Linked DNA regions of Mus musculus: all the other regions are linked to region 3. The links are chromatin contacts, called in public ChIA-PET and HiChIP or PLAC-seq maps. All regions are on one chromosome and are shown on one strand. The core of a region is the stretch at or near the end of the contact, and the rest is flanking DNA. Distances in the headings are between cores, read along the strand shown. Region 1 has its middle 36 kb from the start of Art2b. Region 2 has its middle 28 kb from the start of Clpb. Region 3 holds the start of Art2b (ADP-ribosyltransferase 2b).

Evidence for each region. HiChIP or PLAC-seq counts read pairs in DNA pulled down with a chosen protein or histone mark. ChIA-PET counts read pairs in DNA pulled down with a chosen protein or histone mark.
Region 1: a CTCF HiChIP or PLAC-seq map of CD8 T cells shows a contact between it and region 3, with 21 read pairs. The contact joins the enhancer-like site here to the promoter of Art2b in region 3. A contact is called at or near these places in 2 of 39 promoter capture datasets (both in liver), 1 of 15 datasets of contacts at CTCF or cohesin (CD8 T cells), 12 of 484 Hi-C or Micro-C datasets (CD4 T cells, CD8 T cells, CD8 central memory T cells and 4 more), 5 of 115 datasets of contacts at active chromatin or transcription factors (CD8 T cells, effector CD8 T cells, embryonic stem cells and 2 more) and 4 of 9 other capture datasets (adipose tissue, liver, macrophages and 1 more).
Region 2: a contact with region 3 is called in an RNA polymerase II ChIA-PET map of effector CD8 T cells, with 37 read pairs. The contact joins the enhancer-like site here to the promoter of Art2b in region 3. A contact is called at or near these places in 2 of 39 promoter capture datasets (both in liver), 8 of 484 Hi-C or Micro-C datasets (the AML12 cell line, CD4 T cells, CD8 T cells and 4 more), 2 of 115 datasets of contacts at active chromatin or transcription factors (effector CD8 T cells and memory CD8 T cells) and 4 of 9 other capture datasets (adipose tissue, liver, macrophages and 1 more).

Annotation. Positions count from the first base shown.
Region 1 is chr7:101,616,198-101,619,026 of GRCm38.p6, forward strand. No RefSeq gene overlaps it. Among named protein-coding and RNA genes, the nearest start is that of Art2b, 36 kb to the left of the region's middle. Within about 2 kb of position 1,409, at least 37 of the 459 cell types and tissues checked have an H3K27ac peak or open chromatin away from gene starts, as enhancers often do. A contact at or near this core is called in CD8 T cells, adipose tissue, liver and 2 more, where this site is marked.
Region 2 is chr7:101,634,655-101,637,676 of GRCm38.p6, forward strand. No RefSeq gene overlaps it. Among named protein-coding and RNA genes, the nearest start is that of Clpb, 28 kb to the right of the region's middle. Within about 2 kb of position 1,672, at least 24 of the 459 cell types and tissues checked have an H3K27ac peak or open chromatin away from gene starts, as enhancers often do. A contact at or near this core is called in CD8 T cells, CD8 central memory T cells, effector CD8 T cells and 1 more, where this site is marked.
Region 3 is chr7:101,579,814-101,582,821 of GRCm38.p6, forward strand. Art2b (ADP-ribosyltransferase 2b) reads right to left here and starts at 1,348. Exons shown (of 3, transcript NM_019915.3): 1 at 1,298-1,348; 2 at 91-826. The coding sequence starts at 1,348. Gm45995 (a long non-coding RNA gene) reads left to right here and starts at 1,108. Exons shown (of 2, transcript XR_001778239.2): 1 at 1,108-1,844; 2 at 2,764-3,008.

The sequences.
Region 1 (2,829 bases), core at 159-2,658, 36 kb after region 3:
TTAATCCTGCTAAAGTTAGTTTGGATTCTAATTGTCTTGTACTTTGAAACTTGCATGTCTGCTGCCGGCCTGTGCACAAACTAGATGTACCTGGGTAAATACGTTCACTTGGCTTGTAACACAGTACTTAAATCATTCTGGCTGGCAATACTCAGGTGTGCTTAACTATGCCATAATCATTTGAATTGTACTACAATCCTGCTTAGAGATGGGAAAAGGTTATCACTGACGACAAGGAAGTAAGGAGAACTTAAGATGAAATTTCATAAGTACTGATTGGGATTCTCGAATAATGATTAAGGAAAATCTGAAACTGTGTGAATGCTCTGAAACTCTGTATAATAAAGATAGCTAGAGCTATTCGAGGCCATTTGCTTGCACAATAAGTGGTCAGAGACCTTTCTTTCACTGACCCCACATCTCAGTTCTGGGTTAATGAACTCACTGGACAAACACTCCAGGCATGCGTGCTTAGGAATCTGAACTCATGTTCTGAACTCAGTAGGTAGTAAACACTATCCACTAAGCTATCTCCTCAGCTCCTCTAGAGGTTGTCTTTTTTTCAAGTTCAGTTTGGGGTTTTCCTGGTTCTTGGTTGATCCTGTAGAGACCAAATGCTTGATTCCCCTTAAATTCATCTATTAATTCCCTAATGCCCTATGTGAGGTCACTTGAAATTGGAGCCTTAGAGAGGTAATTAGGTTAGATGGAATTGTAAAGGGTAGAGCTGTGCTCTGCTGAGAATAATACTCTCTGAAGAAGAGGCAGCTATGGTGACACACTGGGCTGTCCTTCACTCAGGAGGCTGAAGCAGAAGGATCCCAACTTTGAAGCCAGCCTGGGCTACATAGGGAGAACCCTGTATTGAGAGACAGAGACAGAGGACAGAACACTGTAGGAAGCAGAGGAGGTCCTGAGTGAAGTTCTGATGTGGGCAGGGCAAGAGCATTTCCCCTTAGTGGCTAGGCTAAAGAAGGATGTCAAACCCTTCCTTGGGGGTCCCAGTTAGAATGGATGGAGCAGTGTGTACAAAAACTAGCAACCGTGGCTTCCTCTTCCAGTATGTTTATAGCCTGAGACTGCTCATCTATGAAGACCTCCTACCTAGACTAACCAGTCCGGCCCTCTGTACTGTGCATAATAAATGCACTGAGGTTCCAGGTTGTGGTTCCAGGTTGCTGGATATATAGATGCAGATTCATCACTGCCCAGACACCCATTGGACCCCAGCTTTCTGTATGTGTGTCTGTCCTTTCTTCATTCCTTTGCTGCCCCAGTCAAGGTTCCAGGACCCTCAATGGTCATGGCAGAACATCAAAAACGTGTTCTCTTTCTGGCCCTCCTGTGAGCACAGAGTTGCCTGTAATGGAGGATGCAGCAGGAAGTGGGCATCTACTTGCCAAAAAAGAGAGAGACTCGTGGGGAGCCAAACTGCCTTGTACTTTGTTCTGAAGATGTTACAGCCTCCATGGCTGTGACATAAATTCTGGTGTTCATGGCACCCAGACTAGGGGTACTGGTGAATGAAAACCTGAACAGGCAAGCACAGCATGATCAAAATAGTGGGTGACTTAAACCCAGAAATCGTGGGTGTTTGTGCGATGAGACTCTGGGTCTTACTTAAACCTGTTCTAGCAACACGAGGGGCTCCACGCTCCACCTCAGTGTTGCCAAGTGTGGGTAGGACAAGTTCTCCACCCAGCCTCCAACTGCCAGGTTCCATCTGTGCAAAAGGAGGAGGGCTCCCTGGGAGGGCCTTGTAGGAAATGACAGGCCAGGCTCCCTGCACAGTCTCTGCAGTATGGGGGAGTCTTATTAAGGCTCAGCGGGATGAGAGTCCCAGCTCCTTACTCAGCTTTCCCGCTGTTCCCCCAGCAGGGAGCTCAGTGCCTCACTGCAGATGAGGGTAGGATCCGCAATCCCACTCAGCCTTTGCCGCCATATGGGTGATGCAGTCACAGACTCTTTTCTCTTTGATGTTTGGCTAGAATGAAGCAAGTTGCATTTTGCACTAAGTTTTTAAGACTCTTCTGGGGGTTTTTTTGTATATATTAGTTGTTCATTATTCTTCACTGATGACTAACATTCCTGCCGTAGTTTGCATTGTAAGTATACCCCCGAAGGCCTGGTCCCTAGGTAGCACCATGGGAGGCGGTAGACCTCTATGGAGTGGGACTTATGGGAGGGAGGGTTTATACTGTCCAAGGTAACAGTGGGATCTGGGCCTTTCTTTTTCACTTTAGTTTTCTGAGCACGAGGTAAGCAGTTTCGTTTTGTCACATGCTCCTACCATGGTGTGCTATCATCAGCCCAAAACCACTGGCCAACCAATCAACCACAGCCTGCAATCTCTGAAACTTCGAACTAAAATAAACCTCTCTCTATCTCAACCTCATGCTCTACTTCTGCCTATATATACAGCCAACCCCTTTTTGCTTTGTAAGTTAACTACCTCGGGTGTGTGTTACAGCAATGCAATGCTGACTGACAGCTTGATATATGTGATATATAGCTTTCTGGATGACCATGCCAGTACATGTTCCACAAATATATACTCCTGTCTGTGGCCTCTCTTTTTCTCTGTTAATGATGTCTTTTGATGTACAGAAATTCTTCATGTTGATGAAATTCAGCTCACCATGTTCTTCTTAGTATATCTGCTCCATCTATATTCTCCAAGAAACTCGGCTACTTCATTCTAGCCCCACACTGAAGGCGGTAGCCCGCTCTGAATTAACTTTCAATGACTGTATAAGTGGGGTCAGGGTTCCTTTTTCCAACACAGTTATCTCATCGACCCGATTTTTTAAATAGCCCTGACAAAGTGAA
Region 2 (3,022 bases), core at 422-2,921, 55 kb after region 3:
GGCCCCACCTTTGTTGAGAAAAAGAAACACACAAAGGTGCAGAGAAAACGAAAATTGAAATGTAGGCGCTCCTGTGGCTTTAGTCGGGGCAGGTGTGGTTAGCAAGGGAAGTGAAAGGGGCTGAGTGACTGGCAGCCCAGCTTTGAGGGAGAAAGACAGCTTGTGAGGGTGAAGGACAGCTTATGAGGGTGTTGGAGGCCCGTCTCTGGCCAGGAGTCCTATTCCAGGGTCCCATTCCAGGGTATGATGAGGGGCTGTCTTGGTTAGGGTTTTACTGCTGTGAAGAGACACCATGACCAAGGCAACTCTTAATAAAGGACAACATTTAATTGGGGCTGGCTTACAGGTTCAGAGTTTCAGTCCATTATCAAGGTGAGAACATGGCAGCATCCAGATAGGCATGGTTCAGGAAGAGCTGAGAGTTCAACATCTTCATCTGAAGGCTGCTTGCTAGCAGAATACTGCCTTCCAGGAAGCTAGGATGAGGGTCATAAAGCCCACACCCACAGTGACACAACTCCTCCAACTGGGCCACACTGTCTAACAATGCCATTCTCTGGGCCGAGCACATACAAACCATCACAGGTAACATATACCTATTAATCCTGCTACTCATGCTGAGGTAGGAAGGTGCCATGAGTTCCAAGGCAGCCTGGACCACAGGGTAAACTCCAGGTCAGCCTATGCTAGAGTGATACCCTTCCCCCATTTTCCAGTAAAAGGATCAGTAGTTCAAGGTCATCCTCTGTGACATAAGAGATTCAAGGTTACATGAGGTCTTGTCTCAAAAATCAAATAAACAAAACACGAAGATTTTGGGCATGAGCAGAAAGGGATAGTGATTTACTAGAAAAACACAAAAGTTCTCACTGAACCCAACAAGGAGTACAACCTGAGGGTAGCTTTTATCTCTCAGCCTGCATGGCAAATGCCACTGTCCCACGAATCCCTTCCATCAGTGTTGCAGAGGTCACAACCCAAAGAGACCAAGACAATTATCTCTTGTCCTTATCTCACTTTGCCAACTCCTTACATTTCTATCACCCAGAGAGGGTGCCCAGTAGTAGGGAAAAAGCACTGTGAGAGAGTCAGAGGGAGACACTTTGCTTTGCAGCTGCTGGATAGTCTGTCAATAGTCATATCATGAGAAATACTATGAACTCTGGCTGCAGGTTGTAGCTAGGAATCTTGAACTGGGAGCTGGACACAGAGGACACAAGTAACTGTATTGTCACTCCAAAGTGAGCATGAAGTAATGTGTGGTTTGTGTCTGTGGAGACACCTAAAATTATACATAAAAGGAGAGGAAGGAGACGACAGGTGTGCGCCCTGGGCAGTAGTGAACAGGCTGGGTGACTGTTTCTGTTTCACCAATTTCCCTTATGTGAGAACATCTTGAGATGCCAAACATTACTTCTCAAACTCTGCTGGCAGAACCCAGTCCTATGGCCACACACTCCTGCCGGGAAGAATAGAGAGGGAGCCCCAGAATATGCCAGGAAGGCAAAGAAAGAGGTTTGGTGAATGTGGCGGTTTAAGTAGAATGGCCCCCATAGACTCTAGTGTTTGAATGCTTTTTCACAGGGAGTGGCACTATTAGGCCTTGTTGGAGGAAGTGGGTCACTGAGGGTAGACTTTGAGGTTTCATGTGTTCAAATGAGACCTAGTGTGGCACACAGTTCCCTTCATCTGCCTGCAGATCAAGATGTAGATCTCAGCTCCTTCTCCAGCACCATGTCTGCCCAACTGCCACCATGTTTCCCACCATGAGAATAATAGACTAAATTTCTGAAACTGTAAGCCAACCCCATGTGTTCCTTTACAAGAGTTGCCTTCGTCATTGGGTCTACTCACAGCAATAGAGACTCTAACTAAGACAGTGTACATGTGGCCACTCTCTGCCACCAAGGCCTTTGATTCTATCCAAATGGCTTCAAAATCCTTTGGATTCCAGAAAGCCAGCTCTGTTCTCTGTCCACCATTTCCCCCCTTCTGGATAACAGTACCCCAGAAAATCCTAGATCTAACCTGGGCACAGGAGGCCTAAAACTTGCTTGTCCTTGTCTATGTTTGTGGTCTGGTTCTACACAGCAGTGAAGTGGGGGGGGGGTGTTCATTGCTGGAAAGAGGGGTAAGCTTCCTACTCAAAGAGAGAAAAGAAACACAAATGGAAAAGTAAAGAATCACAAAATAAACAACGTGTATTTCCCAGCTACACCAAAGAATCAACAGTATGCATACAATCTCTAGGCTCAGAATGGAGAAGCAGCTTCGCTGTCTAAACCTGCAGCACCAAAGACGTACTTATTGTCCAGCTCTAAATGAAATGAGAGGAAGAAAGCAGAAGAAATGTCATTCTACTCAGAAGCTAAACTCTCATATACATACATATACATATGTATATATAGGAACACACACATGCACTCATACTAGCGTGCTTGTGTGTGTTCCTGTGTGTGTGTGTGTGTGTGTGTGTGTGTGTGTGTGTGTGTGCATTCCACAGGCTTCCAATGTCCGCCATAGGTTCCAACCATTGTTTGCTAGTTGTTGTAAGGGTACTGTTTATCCAAGAGTCAAAAACAATATAAGGATATGATAGGGAAAGGACTGACATTTATACTTGAATGAACATTAGGCTCTGATGGAAAATAATGCAAAGTGGGCATTGTTGTTTACTTTATAATCAGAGCACTGAGGAAGCTGTGGCATGAGGACCATGAGATCCACAACAGCTGGACTACAGACTGAGACTTTATATCAGATAAAGAAAGAATAGAAGACATGTAAAAAATTCATTACAGCCAAGAAACATGTTCTATACCTACATTGCCATCATCAGATGGGTAAATAAGAAATGTGTGGGTCAGGAGATGGCTCAGGAGATACCCTGCAAGCCTGCAGACCTGAGTTTGAATCCTCACAGCACATGTTAAGAAAAAAAAAAAAAGGCTGAGTGGTGGTGGGGCAGGCCTTTAATCCCAGCACTCGGGAGGCAGGAGCAGGTGGATCTCTGTGAGTCTGA
Region 3 (3,008 bases), core at 98-2,597:
TGTCTATCATATTGCTTCAAGTAGGGAGCACCTCCTCTTCCATTTCATGAGGTCCCCTGCCAGCTCCATCTCTAACACAGACAGACTCACCTGATATACTGAAATCAATGTTGACTGTTTGAGCAGAACCATTATAGAAGCAATTGAAGTTGCTCTTCTTCCTTTCTGGGGAGTCCAGAAATATTTCATTATACCCATTATCATTTTGTGCTGTGACTTTGTGATATACTTCATAGCCTGGAATTAACACCTCCTCTTCACGAGGGAATGAGGAGAATTCTTTGATATTAACCCCCAAGCAGGTTCTGATGATAAATAGTGTCCCATGATTACTGAAAAAATTTGAAGAAAGAGCTACTCTCTTTGTTAAAGATGAAGAACTGAACTGCCCAAATCGCACAGAGCCCTTCCCAGTGTATTCAAACATGACTTTAGTACCTCGGTAAACTAAACTACAACCCTGGTCATTCAAAAGCTGAACAGCTCTTGTTAAGTAGTAATGGAAGGCCTTGTAGTGGAAGTTATCCGGACTTTTCTTGAAGTCTCTAACAGCTCTGTTAAAATCTATAGCGAGGTTCCCAGTGTAGGCAACTAAAGCTGTCCCATGGAAATCATGGAAACCTGCCGGATAACTCGTACTGTTTTTGATCTCTTTCCAATTTATCTCTGCTTTTTCCCACTCAAGTTTTAATTCCTCATTCATGTTGAAGTCTTCTTGTAACAGCTGGGGTGCCTTTTTCTCCATGTCTTCGACACAGCTCTCATACTGATCATCAAATGCATTAGGAGCCATGTCTAGCATGAAAGGCACTGCAAGGCCAGTCACCTGAAAGAAAAAAGCAGGGCCCTCTGTTACCACTAAGTTTGCTAAGTTCCCAGCATGTGCTGGATGCTGTGGAGCCTGCAGCATGAGATGTCACATACACCCACCTCACACATGGCTCAGGCATGGACACAATCTCATTCCATCCTCAGAAGGGAGAAAGGCAAGGCTGAGATCTCTGACTCCTGTGTGTTTGCAGATACTATACTTCCTTGTTTACTCAATTAGTTCTTTAGTGAGCACACAAAACAAGAGGCCTCATCATGACCTTTGCATATTCATATATCATTGCAGATTGCTCATATTCACCCCCCCCACACACACACAGCTCTGTGATATTATCTCTATATTACCTCTTCAAAGGTTCATGCTCTCCAACATCCGCTACCACAGACTCAACTGTGGGAACTGTCATATTGCAAAGAGGTGGGCAGGGGAAAGAGAGGTCAACAGGATGTGGGTTGAGAATATTACCTGCTGGGTTAGCCACCAAGTTAGGAAGAACTTGAAAATTTTTGATGTCATCGTCAAGTTAAAAAACAGCTGCAAGCAAATATAAGACAATGAAAGAGGTGTGCACACAGTCGATTAACATTCTGTTGATGGAGCAGCTCTGGGGTAATGACTCAGTGTCTATGTCGCATCCAGGCTCCTGCTCACACTACTCCCAGAATGGCATATCAGGACTCTGTGAACCAATCTGCTTGGGTCCCTTACCAGTGATGTGGTCATCAATATCTTCTCTATCTATCTAGTAAGGAGCTATGATTAATTAATCTTGTTAGTACTCAGAGATGCACAGATGTCCTGAGGAAAACGGACAAGACATATGTTTGCAGATCGCTGATAGGCTGTGGTGTTTTTCTTTGCCCAGATATGTAAACTGTTGTCTGTGTTGGATTACCTTGGGGCTCTCAGTCAACTTGATACCTCTGAATGAAGTCTCTTAATTGTATCAGTACTCACTATGTTCTATATTGGCTATGGCTGTCCTCCAATGAGCCAGTGTGCCCATATGAAGGTAATGAAACCTTTAAGAGGTGAGGTCTATTGGGAAGGGACCAGGTCCTGGAGGGCATCACCATCAGAAGAGATCGATTGAGTCTTGTGGGATCCTACTCAGTTTTTGCAAGAGCAAGTCCAGCCTCTGCCTGTCTGGTTTCCTCTCTTGCATGTACTCCCTTCTGCACATGGCAGTGGCTTCTCTGCCACATTGTGACTCTGCCAGGAAAACCCTAACCAGCCAGCACTGCCATGGTAGTTAGACTGTGAACTAAGTGGACACATTGATTGTAAACTTTACAGCATTAAGAATTTTGTGAAAATAATAGAAAACACAAACTGAGGAGATAGCTCAGTGTGTACCATATTTGCCTTGCAAACATAGACCCGAGTTTGATTCCCAGAGCCCTAAGGAGAAAATCAGGGTACGGAGAATGCACTTGTAATTCCAGCACTGGGAGTTGGAAAGAAATGGATTTGTGTGATCCCCCGAACTTCACTAGACAGAACAGCCTACTCGATGTGTCTCAGGCCCGTGGGAAACCCTGTCTTTACAAAACTGGTGGACAGTGCCTGAGTGAATAGAGCAGAGGTTGTCCTCTGCTTCCACATGCATGTCCCCACACATGCAAGCACATGCAAGCACATCCATGTCCCCACACATGCAAGCACACGCATGAGTAGGTGTCATGTACACACATAAAGAAAAGGAGAAAGAAAGGTAATAGACCAACACGGCCTGCCTTCTTTAGAGTTATGGATGTTTATTGTTTTCACTGCTTCTTGAGGGTGGAGATTTAAAGTGTCCCCTGAGTTGCAGGAGTAAGGAAGAGTGGTCACTCACTGTGACCCTTTATTCCTTCCTATCTTCTGTCTTTTGGGAAACCACAAAAACTCCACTCCATAATTACCTAAGCCTGTTGTGTTACTTTCCACAGAATTTCTACTGAATCTGACAAGACAATCTGTGAGAGTTCCCCACATCCTGAGAATGGCAGAGAGGAGCTGCACCATGTGGCTAACAAGTTGTTCTTGGGGAGGCTGCACTCCTGGCTCCTCCTCAGCTTGCCTTCTCCTGCCTGAGTTTTTAGGGACCACCGCAGAGCCAACAGACTGAGGAGTTCTGCACTGCAGTGAAGGTTCCCACTTCTCTACACCCTGAACTTTAAGCAATTATTAAATA